Regions from separate parts of the Sus scrofa genome. Here region 1 is linked to region 2. Evidence: chromatin contacts called from public HiChIP or PLAC-seq data. All regions are on one chromosome and are shown on one strand. Each heading gives the region's core, a stretch centred on a gene start, on an enhancer-like site or on the middle of the called end of the contact. The rest is flanking DNA. Distances are from core to core; before and after follow the strand shown. Region 1 overlaps LRCH1 (leucine-rich repeat and calponin homology domain-containing protein 1). Region 2 overlaps LRCH1 (leucine-rich repeat and calponin homology domain-containing protein 1).

The links. HiChIP or PLAC-seq counts read pairs in DNA pulled down with a chosen protein or histone mark.
Region 1: a contact with region 2 is called in an H3K27ac HiChIP or PLAC-seq map of skeletal muscle. The contact joins two enhancer-like sites. A contact is called at or near these places in 2 of 47 Hi-C or Micro-C datasets (fetal skeletal muscle and skeletal muscle) and 2 of 2 datasets of contacts at active chromatin or transcription factors (alveolar macrophages and skeletal muscle).

Annotation. Positions count from the first base shown.
Region 1 is chr11:20,886,946-20,891,674 of Sscrofa11.1, reverse strand. All of the region lies in intron 1 of LRCH1 (leucine-rich repeat and calponin homology domain-containing protein 1), which reads left to right. Among named protein-coding and RNA genes, the nearest start is that of LRCH1, 17 kb to the left of the region's middle. Within about 2 kb of position 3,029, at least 30 of the 83 cell types and tissues checked have an H3K27ac peak or open chromatin away from gene starts, as enhancers often do. A contact at or near this core is called in fetal skeletal muscle and skeletal muscle, where this site is marked.
Region 2 is chr11:20,758,067-20,762,735 of Sscrofa11.1, reverse strand. It overlaps LRCH1 (leucine-rich repeat and calponin homology domain-containing protein 1), which reads left to right. Exons shown (of 20, transcript XM_013980521.2): 5 at 4,108-4,244. Among named protein-coding and RNA genes, the nearest start is that of ESD, 110 kb to the right of the region's middle. Within about 2 kb of position 3,330, at least 12 of the 83 cell types and tissues checked have an H3K27ac peak or open chromatin away from gene starts, as enhancers often do. A contact at or near this core is called in fetal skeletal muscle and skeletal muscle, where this site is marked.

The sequences.
Region 1 (4,729 bases), core at 1,780-4,279, 130 kb before region 2:
CCGTTGCCCTCGCCACTCTCCCTGTGGTGACCACTGGTTTGTCCTTTTTATCTGTGAGTCTGCTTTTTTCTGCTTTATTCATAGTGCTGGGTGTTAGTGAAACGTTCCCATTAGTTATAGGTCAATTAAAAAAAAAAGCCAAGTTTCCTTTTATTCTGTTAGAAGCATGAGCATGGGCGGAACAGTCCAGAGGGGAAGAGTCGAACTCACAGAGAAAGAGAATGTTCAATTTAGGGAAGCGAAAGCCTAAGAACAAAGATGAGGGAGAATAGATTCTTGAATGGCAGGTGGAGCCATACATTTTGTTTCTTTTCTTTTTGTGGCCATACCTGTGGCATAGGGAAATTCCCGGGATGGGGCCAAATCAGAGAGGCAGCTGTGACCCACGCTGCAGCTTGTGGCAATGCCGGGTCCTTGACCCACTGAGCGAGGCCAGGGATTGAACCTGCATCCTTATGGAGATTACTGTAGGTTCTTAACCCTCTGAGCCACAGTGGGAACTCTGGGAACCGTAGAATTTTTATCTTGAGAGACTGACTTTATACCTTCCTGAATTTTACTCTGGCAGAGCAGGAATATCCAAAATGAAAGGACGGGAGGGGGTGACGTAGTATTTCTCTTCTGATTTTGAAGTTGCTTTTTTTTTGGTCTTTTTGCCTTTTCTAGGGCCGCTCCTGTGGCATATGGAGGTTCCCAGGCTAGGGGTTGAATCGGAGATGTAGCTCCAGGCCTACACCAGGGACACAGCCACGTGGGATCCGAACCATGTCTGTGGTCTACACCACAGCTCACGGCAACTCGGGATCCTTAACCCACTGAGCAAGGGCAGGGACCGAACCCGCAACCTCATGGTTCCTAGTCAGATTCGTTAACCACTGAGCCACGATGGGAACTCCTTGAGGTTGCTTTGTTAGCTTTTTCCGGTCAGCGACTCCCCTACTTCCAACAGCCCTTTTCGGGTACAGAATTAAAAGCTGATGGTTGATTACCTCCCTCAGGCCCTTTCACTGGTCCGCTTGCAGACCATTGAAATTCACCCTAGAGCTCACCCTTCAAAGTAATTAACTATTTAAAAATTTTTCCCTCTGTTAAAGTTTTATTGAAGTGTAGTTGATTTACATCCATTCTTTTTCGGATCCTTTTACCATGTAGATTGTCACAGAATATTGGTAGAGTTTCCTGTGCTGTGCTTTAGGTCCACGTTGGCCAGACATTCCATATACCTCAGTGTACATAGGCCACCCCAAGCCCCCAGTCTGTCCCTCTCTCCCTCACCACCTGTCCCCTTTGGTAACCATAAGTTTGCTTTCAAAGTCCGTGAGTCTGTTTCCATTCTGCAATTACGTTTATTTGTATCTTTTTTTTTTTTTTTTTAGATTCCACATATAAGTCATATTATATGTGTGTCTTTCTCTGATTAACTATTAAATTAAACTAATTAAACTATTAACTAATTAACTGTTAACTATTAAAACTAATTAACTATTAACTATTAAAACTAATTAACTATTAAAAAAAAAATACTTGGGGAGTTCCCGACGTGGCGCATGGGAAGTGAATCTGACTAGGAACCGTGAGGTTGTGGCTTCGAACCCTGGCCTCAGTCAGTGGGTTAAGGATCCAGTGTTGCCATGAGCTGTGGTGTAGGTCGAAGACATGGCTCAGATCTGGCGTTGCTTTGGCTGTGGTATAGGCCGGCGGTTACAGCTCTGATTAGACCCCTAGTCTGGGAACCTCCATATGCCGTGGGTGAGGCCCTCAAAAGACACAAAGACAACCTCCCAAAAACCAACCAACCAACCAACCAAACAAACAAATACTTGGGAATTCCTGTTGTGGCTCAGTGGGTTAACTAGTATCCACGAAGATGCAGGTTTGATCCCTGGCCTCAGTCAGTGGTTTAAGGATCTGGTGTTGCTCTGAGCTGTGGTGTTAGAGGTCGCAGGTGCAGCTGGGATCTGGCTGTGGTGTAGACCAGCAGCTGTAGGTAGCTCTTATTTGACCCCTAGCCTGGGAACCTTTACATGCCACAGGTGTGGCCCTGAAAAGAAAAACAAACAAATAAACAAGAAAAAAACCCTTGGAGTTCCCTGATGGCGCAGTGGGTTAAGGATCTGGTAATGGCTCCCTTGGGTCATGCTGCGGTGTGGGTTGGACCCCTGGGCCAGGAACTTGCACATGACCCAGGGCATGGCCAAAAAAAAAGAAAGAAAACTAAACAAAAAAGGAACTCTTATGTTCTAAAAATATGTTAACAATACATTAGAATTTTGTTGATCAAAACACATGCGCCCTGACTCCCCGTTTAGCCTGTACTGCTTGTAGCTCTTCGTGCAGGTCACCGGCCTGAAGCGGTGACGGGTCTGCCTCAAATGCAGCTCCTGGGTCTCGGAACCTGTTCTGTCAGCGGAGTGTTTCCCCGTCGTGTGCTGCCTGCACGGAAACAGTTGGTGGATATTCACAGATGTGTGTGTGCGCGAGAGCCAGAAGAGACGCGAGTGTAGACTCTTGAGTGATGGCCACCAGCTCTGCCTTCCACCCTTGGCCCTTCGTGCTCCGGGGAACTGGAGACACGCCGGCTGTGTGCGCTGGGTTTTCTCCGAGCCGGTAGGGCCATCGACTCCCAGGCCGGCTCCCGGCTCCTTCGACCCGTGGGTGCCGGGCGGGCTCTCCTGCAGTGAAACCCCGCGGGGCGCACCTCCGTGCCTTTGTCCCTGGCTTCCTTGTCTTAGGAACTCTGACCATCCATGAGGTTTAAGACGACTGTGGCTGTTGAGGTGATGGACTTGGAGGCCGGTGGATCAAGGTCAGATCCCTGTTCCTTCGGTTGCTCGTTGAGTGACCTGGAGAGAGATTGCTTCATCTCTCGGAGCTCGGATGTTTTGTCTCTAAAGTGAAAGTAGGAAAACTTATCTCCTGGGGTTGCTGTGATGATTAAAATAACAAATGCTAAGTACATGGCGCTTGGCGTGCACTCTTGCGAGTGTGTGTGTGAGCCATTGGTAGTAGCTGCTTTTTGGAACTGTGCTGGCCCCAGAGGGGGGCTATTTTTAGACCCGAGTGATCTGCTCCCTGCCTGCCATCCCCACCCCAGCCGGGATCTGCATCTGTCTCTGTCACTAGTCTGGGAACATGTCCCTTGGCTGATACAACTGTCACCCTGTTCCCTTCTGTCAGCCCTCCTCGTCCTCCTTGTACCCCCCCCACCCTGCACAGGGCCTGGGGACTCCTGGTTGCACACAGGGTGGCAGTGGTACCCACTCAGCCTGCAGCTTGCTGAGGGGAGGACTTTGGCTCCTCTTGGCTGCCTAGGCAGCTGCAGCTCCCCTGAGGTTTGGGCCTCTGACCAGATACATTTATCATCTTAGTTGAGTGCTCTGGGGACTCCCTGCAACATTTCTTTACGCTGCATGACTTAAATTTGGGACCCAGTGTACGATATGGCGTGGTGTCTTAGCTCTTGGTAAACATAGAATGGGAGGGAAAGAGAAAGAGAGCGAGCAAGTGAGAGAGAGAGAGAGAGATGGTAGCTGGAGAGCAGAGTGCTGTAAAGGCCAGTTCTATTCAGCGATGTGAATACCTTAGGGTGATAATGCTGAATGGTCAGGGATACAGTTTAGAGAAAATATTTCTGAGCATTATTTTCATTACAGTGACAAAAGAAAAAATAGCTCAATAAAATCATGCCAACTTGGGGAGTTCCTAGTGTGGCTCAGCCATAAAGAGCCCGATGAGTATCCAAGATGACATGGGTTCAATTCCTGGCCCCACTCGGGGGTTAAGGATTCAGGATTTCCATGAACTGTGGTGTAGATCGCAGACACAGCTTGGATCCGGTGTGGCTGTGGCTGCGACTGGCAGCTGCAGATCTGATTGGACTCCTAGCCAGGGAACTTCCCTATGCCGCGGGTGTGGCCCTAAAAAGACAAAAAAAAAAAAAAAAAAAAAAAAAAAACAAACCAAAACAAAAAAAAAACTTCTTGCCAACTGGTGGGGGGTGCAATGCAGGAGGCAGAGTGAGAAGGCAGTGCCAGGGGACATGGGTGACTTCAGGTAGTAAAAGGCTTTTTAATCTCTGCATTCAGACCTCATGCTTTTATTACTTTATAACAAGTGCTGTTATTCATTCCTTCATTCATGGATGCAGCAAGTATCTGTTATCCACTCTGCGGACTGTTGCCGGGCTGGTTCTTCCCCTGCTTATCTCCCCATGTGATAAGGGCAGCAACGTGCACAGAGGCTAGAACCTCACTGACAAGGTTGGGGTTCCTGCTCTTCCACCTCCTGGCCTAGTGACCTCAGGCAGGTTACAGAATCCCTCTGTGCTCCAGTTTCTTGCTTGTAAATAGAAGAGGGAGTCAAATGGGTCAGGTGCATAGAACAGCGAGAAACAGTAATCATTAGCTATTACGTGTTTCCTATTTATTGGTTTGCCTCTTTGTTGTCATTTTCTGTCTCCATCATCAAATGCTGAGACCTTGTTTTTCCTTTTCTCTTGTAACTAGTAGCCCTAGTTCCCAGGACCCCTGGTAGAAGCTTAGTAAATATTTGAGCTCAAGACCTGAATGAATGAATGCACAGCAGGCTCCAGGCTGGATGCTTCATTTACCCTAGTGAACCCAGCGTGGTGCCTGCCTTCACCGGGCTGCCAGTTAGTCCAGTGGAAGGAAACTACAGATGTATAATGACAAATGGCAACCCGGGACGTGCAGGCAAAGAACCAGTTGGG
Region 2 (4,669 bases), core at 2,081-4,580:
GTATATAGTGCTACAGTGAACATTGGAGTACATGTATCTTTGCCAGTCATGGTTTTCTCTGGATAGATGCCCAGGAGTGGGATTGCTGGATCAAATGGTAATTCTATTTTTAGTTTTTTGAGGAATCTCCGTACTGTTTTCCACAGTGGTTGCACCATTTTACATTCCCACCAACAGTGCAACAGGGTTCCCTTTTCTCCACACCCTCTCCAGCATTTATTGTTTGTAGTCTTTTTGATGACGGCCATTCTGGCTGGTGTAAGGTGGTACCTCATCGTGGTTTTGATTTGCATTTCTCTGATAATGAATGATGCTGAACATCTTTTCATGTGTTTTTTGGCCACCTGTATGTCTTCTTTGGAGAATTGTCTGTTTAGATCTTCTGCCCATTTTTTGATGGGGTTGTTTGTTTTTTGGTACTGCACTGCAAAGTTGTTTATAAATTTTGGAGATTAATCCCTTGTCCGTGGCTTGATTTGCAAAGATCTTCTCCCATTCTGTGGGTTGTCTTTCTGTTTTGTTTAGGGTTTCCTTTGCTGTGCAGAAACTTTGAAGTTTAAGTCCCGTTTTTTATTTTTGTTTTTATTGTCATTACTCTAGGAGGTGGATCTGAGAAGATATTGCTGTGGTTTATGTTGGAGAGTGTTTGGCCTATGTTTTCCTCTAAGAGTTTTATAGTAACCGGTCTTATATTTAGATGTCTTTAATCCATTTTGAGTTTATTTTTGTGTGTGGTGTTAGGAAGTGTTCTAATTTCATTCTTTTCCATGTGGCTGTCCAGTTTTCCCAGCACCACTTATTGAACAGACTGTCTTTTCTCCATTGTATATTCTTGCCTCCTTTGTCATAGATGAGTTGACTGTAGGTGCGTGGGTTTAATTCTGGGCTTCCTGTCCTGTTCCACTGATCTACATTTCTGTTTTGTGCCAGTACCATATGGCTTGGATGGCGAGTCTGTTTCTGTTTTGTAGATAGGTTCATTTGTGCCATATTTTATTTTATTTTTTTTCCATTTTTTTTTAAATTACTCAAATGTGTGCCATATTTTAGATTCCACATATAAGCGATATAATATGGTGTTTGTCTTTTTTTTTTTTTTTTTTTTTTTGTCTTTTTGCTATTTCTTGGCCGCTCCTGCAGCATATGGAGGTTCCCAGGCTAGGGGTCGAATTGGAGCCTTAGCCACCGGCCTACGCCAGAGCCACAGCAACGTGGGATCCGAGCCGCGTCTGCAACCTACACCACAGCTCACGGCAACGCCGGATCATTAACCCACTGAGCAAGGGCAGGGACCGAACCCGCAACCTCATGGTTCCTAGTCGGATTCGTTAACCACTGCGCCACGACGGGAACTCCCCGTGTTTGTCTTTCTGACTTCTCTTAATATGAAAATCTCTGCTAAGATTGCTGCAGATGGCATTATTTTGTTCTTTTTTGTGGCTGAGTTGTATTCTATTGTGTATATTTACCACATCTCAATCCATGCAAGTGTCAGTGGACGTTTAGGTTGTTTCCATGTCTTGGCTATTGTGAATAGTGCTGCAGTGAACACAGGGGTGCATGTATCTTTTTGATTCTTTTGACCTTTTTTGAGGTGGCATTACCCTTTTCTCCTCCATTTCCTTGTTGTGAAACCATCAGGTTCCAGCTTTCCTAAACCAAGATGGTAACTGTGTTCCCAGCGGGCACTAAAAGGCATATAGTCATCATAAAAACCATTTCTTACTTATTTAACTGTGAGCTGCCTTCCTTCCCCCTCCTGCTACGTCTTCCGGAAACTTAGCTCTCTAGTCTTGCTTAAACATCTTCATTGTAAGTGGCAAGTTGCTGAGGATCTAGGGTCCAGTTAACTTTCGCTACCAATTGCCAAGCTAACTTTAGTGAGTCAGGTTAACCACTAGAGAGATGGATTCATGTTCCTGGAGGTTACAGCAAGGAGAGACTCTTTAGTCCCTCTCGTTCTCAGCCCTGTTTTAGAAATAAGCTAAGAAATGGAAAGAGATCTTAGTTTCCCCTTTCCTTTGACTTTCTTGATTCCATGCTGTCCTCTGGGTTCACCTGCTTCTCTCCTCTACCTGCCAGTGCTTTTGAAATGCTTCATCAAGGCAACCAGGACCGGTGAGGCCAGAAGCAAATCACTTATCTTGCTATTGAGCCGAGTTTGAGCAGAGAATTACATGGGGCTATTTTAAAAATACACATCCTGTTCAAATTAGAATTCAAAAATTCTAATTTGAAAATTCTAATTCAAAAAGATACTTGCATCCCAGTGTTCATAGCAGCACTATTCACAGTAGCCAAGACCTGGAAGCAACGTAAATGTCCATTGACGGAGGAATGGATAAAGAAGATGTGGTACATGTATACAATGCAATATGACTTAGCCATAAAAAAGAATGGAACAAGGCCATTTGCAGCAACATGGATGGACCTAGAGGTTTTCACGCTAAGTCAGAGAAAGACAGGTATCATCTGATATCATTTATCTGTGGAATCTAAAAAAATTGATACAAATGAACTTATTTATAGAACAGAAACAGACTCACAGACATTAAAAAAAAAACCTTATGGTTACCAAAGGGGAAAGCGGGGGCAGAGAGAAAAATTAGGAGTTTGGGATTAGTGGATACAAACTACTATACATAAAGCAGATAAACAATAAGAACCTACTGTATAGCACAGGGAACGATATTCAATATCTTGTAATCAACTCTAATGGAGAAGAATCTGTAAAAGAATGTATATGTGTATATAGGTGTGTGTATATGTATTATAGACGTCTGTATATAAAACCCAATCACTTTGCTGTGCAACAGAAACTACCACAACATTGAAAATCAACTATACTTCAATAAAAATAATAAATGAACTATTTCAAAACGCACATCCTGAGTTCCTCTTCCACAGCCACCTGCTTGTCATGCGTTTGGGAACAGCTGAGCTGCCGCTCTTGTGCTTCTGTTCTCACATTTCAGTCTCAGGACTCTTTAATACACAGTAATTCACGAAGGTATGAAAGAGGGACGGTCCCTTCCACACCCGGAGGAGTTGAGTTCTGTGAAGTGGTTGCCAAGTGAACCTTTGCTGGTGAACTTGAAGTTGTCTAGCCGGGTAACGAGGAGAGCCTGCCGCTGCACAGGGGGGGCGGTGGGGCTGGTGGGAATTCCTTCTCCAGGCCACTGCCTTCACATCCTTGTCTGGACATCGTCTCTGCCCTTCATCGGCTTGGGACCTTGAGTATTGGAAAGCCTGGCACATCACCCCTTACCAGGTTGCATAACAAACGTGGTGAGGCCCGTTTGGAATGAACCCTCCGCAGCCTCTCACCAGGAGATCTTAGGCTTTGCCCTGTGTCACCCTGCATGTCTGGCATTGCTCAGCCCCTTTGCTCGATGGAATATATTTGACTTCATTTCTTGCAGCTGCCAGCGTCAGTTGGCATGCTTGAAATTACTGAGCGTTTACTAGACCACTGGGCGGGGATTTTAAGCTAAATATAATGTTCTGTCTTGAGTGCGGAGCTACAGAAGACTTTTTTTAAAAGCAGTGGAAGAAAGCCTTATCAAATCAGGATGACGGCGTCTGTTGGAAAATTTGGAATTAGATCGCATTTGTATTTTGAAGCAGAGTTCAACAATCATGAGCATATTGCCTGTTCCTCGTTCCGAGACTCTCCCGGCCCACACACGTGGGATGCATGAGCATATGTTGTAACTAGCATATTGTCCATAAGCTAGCAAGCTGTTTGAAAACAGTTGGAAGTTAAAACATAAGCATATCATGTGTGGTGTGACTTTTGTGATTGTTTTTTTGGGGGAAGAAAAAAAAAAAGCGTGTTCAAACAATGGATATTGTAAATGTCATGTTTCCAGCTCTTGGTAGAAATAACAAGTTGACATTGCTGAGCCCCCAGTGAAAGCTTTCCTCTCGTCTTTAGTAAAATATTCTATAAACAAGATACATATCCCTAATGTACAACTTGCCTTAATTATGCTAAGTGATACATTGCTTGATGAGCAGAAAATTGATTTTTGAATGTTTAGCCATTTCATCTTGTTGCTTTCTGAGTTTTTTTCTTTTCTTTCTTTTTTTTTTCTGTTCTTGTAGAACTAGTAGATCTTCCCTTGGTAAAGTTTGACTTTTCCTGCAATAAAGTGCTCGTGATTCCCATTTGTTTTAGAGAGATGAAGCAGCTGCAAGTATTACTGCTTGAGAATAACCCTTTGCAGTCTCCTCCGGCGCAGGTGAGGGGGTCTCCCAGCAAAGCTGTTGGGGGGGCGGTGGGGGCGGGGAGGAAATATGCCATCAGTAGCGCCTGCCTTGCTCTCAGCAGAATCACTTTTTTGATATTCTGCTCAATTCGTGTATGAGACTTGATCATAATCAGCCACAAGCTCTTAAAAAGATGAAACTACGTGTGAATCTGACTACAGTATGTTTTTGCAACATCCAGTCTGTTTAGCAGCATTTGCTTCACTGTTCTGGTCACCGCAGTCCCAGAATTGCCGTGTTCAATTATTTCAATTATTCAGTGATTACAGTGATCATTTGTACATGCATTTGAAACGTTTTCATGGAGCATATGGCTTACAAAAGGAGTAATCGATTTCTTTATTTTTTGTGTGTGTTTGCGTGTGTCTTTTGTCTTTTTAGGGCTGCACCCGTGGCA